3 separate regions of the Gossypium arboreum genome follow, and all the other regions are linked to region 1. Evidence: chromatin contacts called from public Hi-C data. All regions are on one chromosome and are shown on one strand. The core of a region is the stretch at or near the end of the contact, and the rest is flanking DNA. Distances in the headings are between cores, read along the strand shown. Region 1 holds the start of LOC108453048 (nuclear pore complex protein NUP214). Region 2 holds the start of LOC108468169 (pentatricopeptide repeat-containing protein At5g66520-like). Region 3 overlaps LOC128279464 (a long non-coding RNA gene).

Region 1 (5,067 bases), core at 654-3,153:
CTCCAAATGTTTTAACAAATACTGTTAAGCACTTCAAAACACTTGTACAAACACAATAGCATTCACCATGCAAATCAATGCCATCAAGCATTAAATCCATAGCATGGACTCCACAAAGAGCTGTCCAAGATTTTATCTTAGTTCACTTTTGATAAAATAAAAGGAAAAAGGAAATCTTAACTTTTTTGACAAAGAAGAGAATGTAACTTCTAATATAATCATCAAGATGCATAAAATTACAAACAGGAGTAATCCATGACTAACATGTAAGAAAAATCAAAAAGCAAATGCAAGATAAAAATCTACAAGAAATTTGATAGATACCCCACCTTTTACAGTGCAATCATCGTTGGAATCACCAACCCAAGACTTGAATGAAAGAGCTACGCACAATTTTTCATTGAATTTGGATGACAAAATACTAAGGCTATTATCTTTGGCCACGGCAACAAAAGCACCTTTTGCACTCCATTCAACTAAGAAAACAAAATAAATATTGTTAGATCTTAGAACACAAAATTTTCAATCAGGGAGGGATGAAAGAGGAAGCAAGATGGTTAGTTGATGAAATAGCAATCTTTCATAAGATACTATTCAAACAATGTTAATACACAACAAGCCAGGTGCAACTACCACAAAACATAGAAAGGTCAAGAAAAGGAAGGGCAAACGTAAACAAATTAGAGAAGCATACAAGGACCTCTGTATTTTACTAGAAAATAAGGAAAAAAAAAAAGCCAATCACTGTGATGTTTTAGTGACTATTTATAATTGAAAGATAGATGTTCTGAGATACCAGCATCAACATTATCCATCACATGCTTAAGAGGATGTGCAAGAGTTCCATGATATAGCTTTCTATCATCTGAAAGAACTAGGAAAGAGTTATCCTTCTTCTTTCTCCAACGAATATCCTTGACAAAGCTTGACTGAGGGAGCGAAGTGGAGAAACATGGCTTTATGTCCTACATACAGGCAGAGTCATGCATGAACAAGATGTCATATTAGAAACAGCCTCTTAATGAAAGAGTAACTTATTAAGAAGGGAGCTGACACAGAAGAAATGAATATCAGGTGCTACAGTAAGAGTACCTTATTAAGAAGGGAGCTGACACTGAAGAAATGAATATCAGCTGCCACAGAAACTGCAAGTATGGTGTCGTCGATGGTGGAAAGAGCAAGAATGTGAACCTTGCCAATGGGAACTTCCACCAAACTCAGATCTTCAATACTTGAAGAGGAGGCTTTTTCCCTAATGTCCTTGGCTAAATCAATCACATCCTTGGTCCTCGCCACCAAGAACCCTAAAACATTCGGTTTAGTTTATATTACCAGCTTAAAAGAGCAGAAAAACAAAGAAAGATGTTAAAAAGCAAAAAGGCCAGAAAGAGAACCCCCAGAAGAATGAGCTAGAAACAGGAGTTGGAAACGTTGGGAGAGGACAAGGGGCTGAGAAGGAGGACTTCGGAGATCGAACTGGGAATCCGGTTGAGATTTGACAGGAACGGGTTCGCCGATTTTCTCGAAGAAGAAATCCTGGGTTTCGACATGCTCCCCTTCATTCTCTTCACAAATTTCAAGCCGGCTGCTCATGTCCAGTATTCAATTGTTCAACTTCTCTGACATTAATCAATCTATCCGATCAGTTCAACAAAACCCTAACGCTAGTAAGACACCCTCGGCGGCAAAACTTCCCCGTCTAATAGTAATATGAGAAAGAGGATACTGTAAATGGGCTTTCCGACTGGTATTTTTTCTCCAGCCGGAGATTATTTGATGGGCTTACCTTTTTTCACTAAACTGAAGACAGTGGCAGGCTTCATTGCCTTTTCTTTGTGTTCAATAGTGACAGTTTGCATTAGGTTTAGAGATTTAATTTAATAATATAAATAATCCAAAATGTGAAATTTAATTTAATAATATAAATAGTATATATATAAAATTATTACTATTTAGGTTTAGAGTTTTTTTTGGATGGTTTTAATTTTTAATTTGGAGGTAGAAGGTGAGAAATAAAAATTTAGTAGGAAAATAAAAAGTTTTGAGGGATAAAAGGGTAAAATTTTTGGGAAATGTAAATGGGGAGAGTAAAATTTTAGAGGGAAAATATTTAAAAAATTTGGAGGGAAATGAGTTTGAGGTAGAAGGGATGTGGGATAGGAGAGAGTAAAAGTTTTAGAGAAGAAGTTTGGTAATTTGAGGTAAAAATGTAAAATATTAAAGTTCAATATTTAGTTTATTCAAATTATTCGAATTCGAAAATTAAACTCGATTCAAAAGAAATTCGAGTTGACTAAAATTATTTGATAAATTCGAATAACTCGATTCGTTTAATTCTAAATTTAAAGTTTTTTTTTTTAGTTTTTCGAGTTGAATTAAGTTTTGCTCACTCTACCCTAAGCTTTGTCCAAAAGTACATAGTTGATATTTGAACTTGTCCAAAAAACACCTAGTTGTACCTAAACTTGTCCAAAAATTATACTTTTTAAAATTAGTTTATATCTTTTAAAAGATTTTTTTATTGTTTTAATTTATATCCACCATATATCATTATAGGATTGGTCATTAATTCCTCATCCACAAATTAGCGGTATTAATTTAAAGGTACCAATATGGGTGACAAAATACAAGTTCATATATCAACTAGAACAAAAAAAGGTTCAAGTAATAATCAAATACTTTTTGATAAGTTTAAAGGCAAATTACATATTAACCTTTTGTCTTTAAAGTAATTTTTTATTGAGACAATTTTTTATTGGGACAAGTGGGGTTGGGTTTACAACTAAAATATGCTTTCAACTTTTTTAGGATTATTTAAATTCATTATGGTTTAAAATATAATTTAAATATTTTAGATTGATTAATATCGACATTATTGTTAATGTGAGAGTACGTGTATTCGAGCTTGTTGAAGTGCATTTATCCTTCTAATTAAGGGTTGGAAAGGTATTATGATAATTTTAGACATTATATCAAAAATATATATTAATTTTTTAGTAAATTATAAAAATAGCCAATCAACTATTAATGTGTTTCTATTTTGGTTAATAAAGTTTAAAATTTTATAGTTTGGTCACTCATCTATTAAATAACTAACAAAAGCTTTTTTATTGGCATAATAACAATATTAGCCCTCCAATGTTTACTGATTCTACTAATTTTATCCAATTTCTAAAAATTTAACAAATTTAACAATCAACTTTACAAATTCGGCAATTTAATTTTGATTCTTAAAATTTTAAAATTTTAAAAATAAAATATATATTTAAAAGTTCATTTTTCTATAAAATATATAGATGTTTTAAAAAAATACATACACAATTATAAATAAATTAATATCTATTTTTCTAGTCCTCACCAAAATTTCCAAGCATTGGGTATAGTCTTCGCCAACAACCTCTAGCACTAATGACCCTTATTGCAAATTCCTCTATTTTCACATCCTCCGCCGTTGCACCATCCAACTAAAAATAAATTGTAGAGCCTTCCATCTAATAAGTCTCTAAGACTTTATCTTCACATGTATAGCCCCAATTGTACCCACCACTAGGCTGTAGTTTTTGACCCAACTTGAACATAATAGTCGTTAATATTAAAAAAAGGGAAAAGCTGAATATGCTTAAGTCTTCTTCATGATTTTTCCTTAAATTAATTTATTTATAAGATTATTATTTTATTTAGAAAATTATTATTTTAATAAATAAATTTCATGTTAGAAAAAGAAATTTGGTTATTCATTTGTTTTAAATATTTTTATAATTTTGAATATACTTTTATCGAAAAATAATTTTTAAAATTTTTAAATTTTTAAAATTTTAAATTTAAAATTTTGAATTCTTAACCATCAAAACTAAATTAACAAAACGAATAAAGATGAAGGCTAAATTTGTTGTTTTTTTTTAGAATTAGGATCAAATTAATAGAATCTGTAAATACTGGAGGACTAAATTTGTTATTATGCCATTAAAAAAAAGGTTTCCGTTAGTGATTTAACAGATGAGTGACTAAGATATTATATTTTGATAACGTTAGTGACTTAAATAGAAACTTTAAACTTGAGTGACCAAAACAGAAACATACTAATAATTTGGTGACTATTTTTATAGTTTACCCTTAATTTTTTAAGTTCGCCCATATTTTTTGACTTATTCCATAAATTGATACTTAAACTATATTTTTTTCCTAAGTTGGTACCTAAACTTTTTTATGTTAAAAGTGATACTTGATATGCTCCATTACTCAATCAAAGTTGTTAGCTCAAATAATCAAATTGAAATTGTCAAGAGTAGGGATGAATTGGCTTTTAAAAAAAATTGTGAAAGCTAGAGAGAAAATATAGAAAATTTTGACACAAGAATTTAGAATGGTTCAGCCCCAATTGTCCTCTTCACTACCTTAGCTTTTTACTACTAAGGATTTTTTCAAATTCACTAATTTGATAACCTTTGAAGACAATATCTAATCTTACAAACTCCCTTAAGGTTTCTACCTAAACCTTAAGATACAAACCCTTTCAAAGAGATACAAAGAAGCAAACAAATAGATAATCCTTACAAGATCTATGCGTTTGCAAATTAAGCTCAATTACAATGAAAAACACTTGAGCAAATAGAATGAAAATAAATCTCCCAAGTGTATGAAAGAAAAGTATGAAAATATTTGGCACAAAGGTTGTTTGATTAATTTTTTTTCTTTGCTTGAATATGTTTTCTTGTTGTTGTAGGACATTTAAAAGTTGGTGTTTATACCTCTTAATTGATTTTCAACCGTTGTGGTTATTGGAGATATGAATAGAGCCGCTGGGGATGTGAAAACTAGTACACTTAGTTCACTTACAACAGAGAGTATCAATACCAGATAAATTGGTATCAATAATTTTTGCATTAAATGCAAAATTCAGTGACTGTTGAAACTAAAATATCGATACCAGACAAATTATATCGATATCATATTAAAAATATCGATACCAGATCGATACTTAGCTGAATTTGTGAAAAAAATAATGTCAATTTGGTATCATTTTAAAAGAGGTATCGATATTTTAAAAATTATCGATACTTAGCCAAA
Region 2 (5,067 bases), core at 1,750-4,249, 440 kb after region 1:
ATTGCTAAGAAATAGAAAAGGTATAAATTGATATTCCTAATTTATCGTCTTTGTTTATTGTTCTTTGAAACTTCATTTAGTTTCAATTTTGTTAGTTGCATGTCTAATTTGAAGTAGAGGTGTAATAGCTTACCTGGGGAACTTAATCTCAATCTAGTTTTACTTTTAAAGCTTGATTGATCTTCCCAATTTTCATACAAACCCAAGTATTTTGCAAATAGCCAAAACTGAAGATAATAAATGATATTACTGCAATTAATGGATCTGAATGGTTTCTTTTTCAGGCAGTTGAGAAACAGAGATGTAGTTGTGAGATCAATGGAGAGGAAGATGTATGTCAAGGATCTTGAGATGAAGAGTAGGTATTTAGAAGGGGAATGTAAACGATTGAGCCATGTGCTTCAGTGCTTCATTGCAAAGAATCAAGCTCTTCAAATTTTCTTTCCCTCCTCCCCTTAATCACAATCAATTTCTGTTGTTTTGTCTTAAACCAACCTAACCCTTCAAATTTTTTCCCTAAACCCACCCCAAACCTTGACCCATCTGCTACTTCACCAATGTGGCAAGTTAACTGGCCCCATCAGCTAGTTAACTTGCTACATCAGCGGTCTTGCTAGTGTCTTAACGGAAACTATTAATCAATAACTGTTCTGTCACTTTTTTATAACGTTAGTGACTATTTTGTCAATTTTTTAAAGTTAAGTGACTAAAATGAAACTAAGATGACTGTTTTGTCAGCTACCTGAAAGTTGAGTGACTGTTGGTGTACTTTACCATTTTATAATATGTGAAATTTATTAGGATATATTTTAATTCGGTCCAATCATGCACTTTAATATTTATTCGAGTTATAGATATTTGAATATAAACTTAAAGAAATAGTCTATTATGCAGTCACGCAAATTGATAAATTCTGACGTATTTGCATTCTACCGGTCCTTATGCAGCATCATAACAAAAACACCACTGTAAGGCTTGGTTTCCTAGCAGAAAGGGGGCAATGTGCTTATGGCCCTTGATTTACAACTTAATAGGCGATCATATTGGAATTAGTATTATCATCAGCAAGAAAAAGGCATTTCAAGTGATTATCAATCCCTAACAGAACCAGCATGACATCCTCCACACGCAAATAAGACATGTCTCCTGCAATGAATTCAGACACACTGCCATCAATTTCAATCGAACTACAGCCTGGTACCTTTCTGACCTTCTTAGCCCCCATCTCCTTCCTCACCTTCACTACCCAATCCCATTGGTTAGAAGAGGCATACATGTTAGACAGCAAGACATGAACCCCACCATGGTCGAGACCTCGCTCAACCAAGCTCTCAACTGTCTCCTTCCCCAACTCAACATCACCATGCACCCTACAAGAATTGAGCAATGCACCCAGCACATAAGAGTCAGGTTCCATAGGCATCTCTCTTACTAATCTCTTTGCCTCTTCAAGCAGACCAGCTCTCCCTAAAAGATCTACCATACAACCATAGTGCTGGACACCTGGCTCAATACCATAAACCACACTCATGCAATTGAAGATTCTTAACCCTTCATCCACCAATCCCATTCGACTACAAGCGCTTAGGACACATATAAAAGTAACTTCATTAGGAATAACCTTTTCACTTTGCATCCTACCGAACAACTGAATTGCATCTGCACTTTGACCATGATTAGCTAGGCCCGAAATCAAAGAAGTAAAAGCAAATACATCCTTATCTGGCATCTTTTCAAATACCGAACATGCTATCTCGATGCAGCCGCACTTGGCATACATGTCAACAAGGGCAGTGCCTAAAACCCTATCTAACTCCATTCCATTTCTATCCACATATGCATGGATCCACCTTCCATGATCCAAAGATCCAAGATATGAACAAGCAGTGAGGGCTCCTACGATCCCGGCATGATTTGGACGAAGACCAGTAAGCTGCATATCATTAAAGAGTTCCAAAGCCTCTCTAAACATCCCTATATGCACATACCCAGTAATCATTGCACTCCATGAAACTTCATTTCTTTCGGGCATTTGATCAAACAGTTCCCTTGCAAACTCAACTTGGCCAGATTTTACATACCCATTAATCAAAGCGGTCCACGTAATGACATCTCTGCAAGTACTTACATCAAACAGTTTACGAGCTGCTTCCATTGAGCTCCAATTGGCGTACAAATGGATCAACCCGTTTAGCACAAAATCATAAGATTCCCAACCCAACTTAATCACTTGAGCATGAGAAGCTAAGCCCACAGGAGACTTGTCAGTGCAGGCTCGAAGAACGAAAGAGAAGGTGTAGTTGTTGGGCAAGAAGCCAGTTTGAAGCATGTTTTTGTATAAAGAAAGGGCGGTGGCATTTTCGTTTTTCTCCACAAAAATTCTGATGATGGCGTTCCAAATAAAGGTGGTGCGGTGTTGAAGAGAAAGAAAGAGTTTGTAAGCATGAGAGATATCAGCGTTGGAAGAGACAGCGAAGAAGGAAATGATTTTACCGGCCGCAAAAGGGTCCAAATGACTGGCTGAAACGATGAGATGAGAGTGCATCTGCTTGATTTGAGACATTGTCCGACATTGCTCCAGCAAAGAAAGGCACCTTTGGCTAGCCTTCACGTATTTGGAGACTGACATTGTCAATTTAAACCTTCTTACTTGTTTATTTTCTGGTTCTAAGCAAATGTCCGTGCACTAGCATTGGCAAGTGAAAGAAAGGGAAGTGGCTGATGAATTGAATTTGAGAGAAAATGATCTACTTTATTTTCTCCAATGGACACCAGCTAACCTATACAAATTCCAACAGTTTTACAACCATATCGTATCAGAATAAGATGAGTTTGGTGTAAGTGTTAAGTCCCGCAATGAGAGCAACTTTTGTGTTTAGTTAACGTTAAAGTCATCGTGCTACAATGGACGGGACAAAGGGTGGGCTAACTTCAAAACCCCTCCCCCGTTGTGCATCAAGGCGGAATCGCCCAATTCTTTCAAATTACCTTTTAAACCTAACCTCAAAAGTTTTTGGCTTTTTAATGTAAATTTACTAAAATATCCTCATTTATTTCGTCCTAACCAATTAAATTTTTCTTTTATTTAAAGTTTTCACTTGACATTTAGCAATGAGCATGTAAAGTTAATAAAAAAATCTTACGATTTATATTAATTTCTTAAAAAGTATTTACATTTTATATTTATATTAAATTATTTAAATTACTATTTAACTTATTTTTAATTCCCAATATTATGTAAGTGAAAATTTTAACTTCTCACAACACTTTTGGCATTAATAAAAACACTTTAAATTAATAAATTATACATTTTCAAAAGTACTTTTCAAACGCTACATAATTGGAGAACTAGCCATAACAAGACTTAACAAACTCTTTTTTTTTATATATATATTTTACATATTACAATGGGAAATTATGACTAAATTATCAAATAAAGCCCTTTTAATAAAATTACAAAAATAGATTGATTTTTTAAAATTACAAAAATATGCAATTTTTGATAAAAACACTTCTCGTTGTTGTCGTTTTCAAGGAAAACTTAGTAAAATGATTCCAGCTAGAAGCGCTTTTCCCCTCTGACCAATAAAACGCTTCCAACTTTCTAAGTTTTCCTTAGAAAACGCTTCTAGTCGAATGCGTTTTACTTGTCAGAAGGGAAAAACGCTTCCAGCTGGAAATGTTTTCCCCATGTTTTTATTAGGGTTTTCTATAAAATTTAGGGTTTTTAGGTTTTTTAGGATTAGGGTTTATAATTTTAAATTAATTAAAATTTTAACCTAATAACTGTAATAATTGAATTTGATATTTAAAATATTCGTATTTACACCAATCTTATAGTATTTTTTTATTAAAAATCGAAACTCAAAGAATTGAAAAAATAATTTTGACGATATGGGTTCTGAAAAGATATCCCGGAAATCCCGAGATATCTGAAACGCTTCTCTGATACAACATTTGTGAAAAAAATGTCCACATTGAAAGGACTATTCTGTGAAATAATAACAAATATTAGAATTTCATGTTGTGAAATTATAAAAAAATTTCAACGTTAATTTTGTAAAATGATAATAAAAATCATCGATACAATATAAAATTAATCAGTGCATATGCCGGACAGAATCGATGCAACATTGGGGTTGTCGAAGCTTACGTGCTGGATTCCTTCTTGGTTCAGCTTCTGGGCGAAGTTGTGGTCTCGATTGCTCCTCTTCTTCGCCTTTGGTCGATTACAATCCTTGCATTCTCGGTTGCCATCGTGCATCCTCCAGTTTATAAATAGGTTGTTGGGAAGATGGCTCACCTTGGTAGAATAAAGATCCTAGAGGTATTTGCATCACAAATGGCAAATGAGCATAACTATGTTGAGTTCCATACACTGATGGGATAACGAGTGGACTCTCCATTAGTGCCTGATACATAAATGGCCTATACATCATTGTCAGCATCAACGTCATCGGGGAATGAGATGGCTCGGACATGTAAAACATCTGGGATGGATGACCAACAGTCCAACCTGACATAAGACTAGAAGCAGAAAAATGTGGTGCAACATATAGTGCTTGTGTAAAGATGATAGGGTTAGACTACGCACTAGAATAAGACGGTAAATACTGAATGGGGGTGGTGTGGCCACCAGTGCTGAGGTCTTCAGTGCCGGTTCTTATGTTGACTATGATGATGGACCCGCCTCGCTAGCCCTTGTATTTAACAAGGGTAGTCGTGGCCTACTCATATAGGGATGCTGACGCCTCTCCTTTTCCCCGTACAAAATATGGCTTGCCCTGGATCATAAACCAGGCATGTACTTCGGATCGCATGCTAACTCCAGAACAATAATAGGTTTGCGAGTAGGTAAAAAATCATACCGATTATTCCACATGTTGATATGTTGGGAGTGGAATACCAAACAATTCTCATCCGGCCCCTGCAAATCGATAGGATACAGATCATCAAGGTCTTGAGGTGCCACAAGAATTGACTGTTGGAATCCCAATTGCCGCAACACTCTATCGATTTCGTGCATTTTGACGGTAGCGTACACTACCAATGGGAACTTAACGTGCT
Region 3 (5,067 bases), core at 888-3,387, 370 kb before region 1:
AAAAATATCAGTGTTAAAAATTGGACCTAAATTTTGAAATCTAAAAAGTAGAGGGACTATATTTCTAAAAATTAAAGTATATGAGCTAAATTTTAACTTTGTTAAAGAGTATAGGGACCTATGTCACATTTTAACCATTAAAATTTAAATTGACAATGTTAAAAGATTAGTTTTGATATCTAACTTTAAAGTTGTTTCTATAGGCATGATGATTTTTTTGGCTATCCAACTTTATAAAAAAAAAAAGTTATTTTAACTCTTTATTCTATTTTTCTATCACTTTTAACCTTTGAACTTGTATTTTTTGTCAAATAACCTTAACATGGATGGAAAAATTAATGTTCATTAACTTTGTTGACATTGTATACCCGTGGATTGCAACGTAGATAATATGTCAATATTTAATTAATTTTAAAAATATTTTTATACTTTTTAAAATCATTTTAATGATATTTAATTTTTAAAAATAATTATTATTTTTTGAATTTTAAAATTTTAATAAATTAATTAAATATTGATGTGACATTCACATGACAATTAATGTGTATATCATGTTAATAAATCAGTTTTAGATAATTTAATAAAAAATATAAATTTAAAAACTAAAAGGATAAATATTTATAAAATTGGAGATTATGTTTTCTTTTTCTTTTATCTAATCTCATAGATGAATACAGTCCATAAGAGGAGGCAGGTACAACTATTTATCTGAAGAATTACAAAAGGGTGTTATCAACTGTACATATAAAAATCATTACCATAAACAATTATAAATTAAAAATTTAAAATGTAAATTTAGGGTTACTTAAATATTGGGGAACCATTGGAAAATACGGTCTAAAGAAGTCATTTGACTCCTCTAAGGATATAACTTATAAGCTTTAAACTCCTATATTTTAAGTTTTAGCTTAGATGTAAACATTTGACTTGTTATCATTGAATTTTCTTTCCAATACATCGCGCTCTTTCTTCCTATCATATCCTATATATATATATATATATATATAATAAGCACCGTGGACCCCAATTTGCATTATTTATTGTTGGAGTGATTTACTTAAATATCATCTCCAGTCTAAATATAATTAATTTTAGACTATAAAATGGATTAAGATACCAATAATTATATAAAAAAATTCAACAATTTAAGTTCTTAATAAAGAATTTATTATTAATAAATGAAATGAAATATATTGGAATCATCTTCAAAATAACACCATTTTAACCTACATATGGGAAATAATTTGAAATTAATAAATGTAATGAAATAAATTACACAATTTTACAAGAATTGACCATACTACAAATAAATAAAGTATAAATGTTAAAATATGATTTAAGTTTTTTGTAAATTTAGAATTTAGTTTTTTTTACTTTAGTCTTTTTATTTTCATTTTTCAAAATTTGGTCTAATTGTTAATATTATTAAAATTCTTTTGTTAAATTTATTGGTATGTCATTTTAAAATTTTTTCTTAAAAAGCACTCACTTAATAGTCATGTAATAATAAAATTAACATTATAATGAATCTAAATTTAACACTTGGTTTGCTTTTTTAAATAAAAAAGTATCCAAAGAAACTGGACATATTTTAACCAAAGGAAATATGAATTAAATGCATTGTAATGAATTCATGAGTTTTACTCTATAAATTAATAAAATTTGCATTAAGATTTTCAAACAATTAGGAGATTAAGCTATAAATTAGGAATCAATATAAATATTAAAGTTACTTTTAGAATCAATTTTAAATGGAAACTAACTTTATTATAATTGGTTATTAAACTTTAAAATAATATAATAATATTTTAAAAGTGTTAATATTTTATATATTTTTAAATTAATATACTCTTCCAAAGTTCAAAATTTTTACAAAACTTTAAAAAATTTATTTAATAAGATATATGTAATAAATCTATACTGTTCAAAATCTTTTTATAATATGTTACAATTTCTTGTTGGAGATTGATTTGGGGAAGCCATGATCGATCTTTTCTGCCAATATCTCTTTTGGTCCGCAAGTCCAATCTTTAAACACTTGGAGAGACTGGCTTAATGAGGGAATCTGTGAGTTGATTGCTTGAAACTGATCCAAGTTGGAGTATGGTTGGGTGGAGGAATGCGCAACTGTGCATTGCTTCTTACAGCTCCAAGTAACAGGAGCTTTGCGGAGATAAATGATATTGGATGTTGAATCCTCTTTGTTTGAAGATTTTGCAATGAAAACCCCTTTTTTTGAGCATGCCTGTGATGCATGGTGACCTCACTTGCAAACTGCGATAACTTGGTGGTGGTGGTAAAGGCATTATGTGGGCCAAGTATGAGACAAGTGTTGCAGGTTACCCACAACTTGTTGGTAGAACTTAATCCTCGATGAAGGGATGCTCTGGCAGCTATTGGCGCTGTTGTAACCCTATTTTGTTCTAGTCATGTTGGAATCAAGCTCGAATTATATTTAGACTTTATAAAGTATTATTATTATTAAAATTATTATTTTATTATTTTATTAATATTTATTAAAAAAGAGAATAATGAAAACTGTGATGAAAAAAAAAAAGAAAAAAAATTGGTGATGGCATAGGCCCACCATGTGCGATTTGCCGCACAAAAGCCAAAATTGGTTTAGAGGGCTATACGAAAGAAAAAAGAAAATTGATGTGGGGATGGTTTTTCATTTTTGAGAGTTGAGAAACTCATGATGGGACGAACGGTAATAAATATTGGCTTGAGCAGCCATTACGGGGGACGGTGGTAAAACAGGAGAGTAGTGAAAGCCATAGAAAATCTAGAGGAGAATTACACAAAAAGCAAAAGGCATAGGCACAATCATGGAATAGAAACGGGGAGACTTGAGGAATCGATGCACGGTTAGAGAAGTAAAGAAGCAAAAAAGGAAGAAGGATAGATTAAAAGCATTTGACTAGTATTTATATTTTTAGGGTTGCCATTTATTTCGTGTACTCATTTTGCCTACATGGTCATGAGCATTTAGAGGTGCTAAGTCTTGTATTCCTTCACATTAACATTCATGGTTTATTGTACTTATTGAAATATGTCATTTATCTTGAGGAGGGTGTTTCTTTGAGAGAAATTTCCGAAGTGTCGTCTATTAGATAGTTGACCTGATCCCCCAACAACTAAATGTATTGTCTTCGTATTGGGTTTTATCTCTAGCTTCCACGAAAAGCAGTGTACAATTCACGAAAGGGATGCCTTGATTGGTGAAGATAAGTACTTGCAATACTAGAGAAATGTATAGTATAGGGTGCATGAATAATAATGGAAGTACTTAAGTGTAAGGCGACTCGAACCACCAATCAAAGCTTAAAGGCAACATGTTTGCAAATATGGTACCACTTGAACCAAAGTGGTACATTGGTTACAAGTAAGGGCCCTATAAGCCTCAAATTGGTGGTTCGAATCGTCTCGTGCTTAGGTACTTTTATTATTATTCACACATCCCATATTGACACATTCCCTGAGCCTTACAGGTACCACCAATTGAGGTATGCCCCTTCGTGAAATTTACACGAAGAGAGAGATATAATAAGATACTCAATAATTATTCATCATTAAAGAATATTATTTTAAGAATAAAATAATTACATGTGAATTTTAATGGGTGTTGCAAGGAATTTTTAGTTTAAAATAAATAAATTTTATTTATAACAAAATTGATTTTATAATTTCTTTTAAATATCAAATTTAAAGTCATTATTTTGAAATAGAATATAATACTTGAATAAATGGTACCGTTTTTGTTAACAGGCATCGTGAAGATTAGTTCAACTCCAAAATTTAAATTTTGTTTCGCAAATCAAAAATGATTTTTAACAAATATTAAATTGATTTTAAAATTTTACTAAAAGATTACATTTAAAACAAAAAAAAATGGTGACAAGTTTATATTTATTAAAATCCGTGAAATCGTGATGACAAGTGTTGTGATGGGATGACCATCACTCATCTCAACGTGATCATGTAAATAAAAAACACATGCTGATTTCAGGACAGAAGTATATCGGTAGACATGCAAATCATTTCAAGCCCACATTAGCAAGGCTTTTAATAGAAAAATGGGTACCAATTTGATGAACCATATGCTCCGAATGTTTGATGTAAGAGTAAGATCATCTATGTAGACGATAATGTGATAAATGATACCGTCTGGAGTTGTTTGAGATTGTAGAGGGCACAAAGCCAACCAGGAGGTTGCTCAATGAAACCTGGGAAGGCATTTAATCATTCAGTTCGAGTTGGCAAAGAGTAAGAAAGAGACAGGCAAGTCATTATGTGCAGAGAATGTATCAAGGTCATTGATGTTGGAGTGCTGCTCATAGCCCTCCACATGTCTTGTCGGACATTATGTTTGGAGATCAAGTCATGCTTTGCTACGTCTCTTGAGTTGGGCCGTCAAGTGGTGTTCTGCTATTGGCTGCTAGTTTCATCAAAATTTTGACCAACTTAATCACGTCCTCATTCATAATTTTTTAGTCAATTTTTTTTATAGTTGTCTAGATGTAAATGTATTTGGAGACCATATTGTCCAAGTCCATTCTTGATGTGAAATTAATAGTAGTTGTCTAAGTCCATTTTAATGTGAAATTTATACTTTTATTAGTAATTTATATTAGTAGGGTTTCCCCAGTGATATTATTTTGGCTAAATTATAAAGTAAAAACTTAAAGATTATATAATATGCTCTAAATTTTGGTACTTTTCAGATATTTGGAATTTAATTTTTATATTTTTATTTTCAAGAATTTAATTTTTTACTTTTTAAATTTAATAATTCAAGTCTAGTTGTTACTATTAAAATTCTTTTGTCAAATTCATTGGTTTGATATTTTAAAATTAAAAAAAAACTCACTTGGTAGCCAAGTGACAAAAAATAACATTGTAATGAATAAAAATTTAATAAAAATTTTAATGATGTTAACAATTTTAAAATTAAAAACAAATTTAATAATTACATGCTAGCAGTAGATTAAGAATTAACTTCCTACAAAGGCTAATTTGTATCAGTGCAGAATTGGGGCAGATCAGATGTGTCCACGCTATGGTAAT

The links. A called contact is a pair of places that touch in the nucleus more often than the background predicts.
Region 2: a Hi-C map of leaf shows a contact between it and region 1, with 4 times the contacts expected there. The contact joins the promoter of LOC108468169 here to the promoter of LOC108453048 in region 1. A contact is called at or near these places in 2 of 5 Hi-C or Micro-C datasets (both in leaf).
Region 3: a contact with region 1 is called in a Hi-C map of leaf, with 2.1 times the contacts expected there. The contact joins the enhancer-like site here to the promoter of LOC108453048 in region 1. A contact is called at or near these places in 2 of 5 Hi-C or Micro-C datasets (both in leaf).

The regions. Positions count from the first base shown.
Region 1 is chr8:116,107,446-116,112,512 of ASM2569848v2, reverse strand. LOC108453048 (nuclear pore complex protein NUP214) reads right to left here and starts at 1,903. Exons shown (of 18, transcript XM_053031656.1): 1 at 1,787-1,903; 2 at 1,395-1,619; 3 at 1,093-1,304; 4 at 797-965; 5 at 330-476. The coding sequence starts at 1,593.
Region 2 is chr8:115,670,626-115,675,692 of ASM2569848v2, reverse strand. LOC108468169 (pentatricopeptide repeat-containing protein At5g66520-like) reads right to left here and starts at 2,999. Exons shown (of 1, transcript XM_017769044.2): 1 at 832-2,999. The coding sequence starts at 2,629. The coding sequence ends at 1,028.
Region 3 is chr8:116,476,076-116,481,142 of ASM2569848v2, reverse strand. It overlaps LOC128279464 (a long non-coding RNA gene), which reads right to left. Exons shown (of 2, transcript XR_008269650.1): 2 at 4,898-5,067. Among protein-coding and RNA genes, the nearest start is that of LOC128279464, 3.0 kb to the right of the region's middle. Within about 2 kb of position 2,137, at least 2 of the 2 cell types and tissues checked have an H3K27ac peak or open chromatin away from gene starts, as enhancers often do. A contact at or near this core is called in leaf, where this site is marked.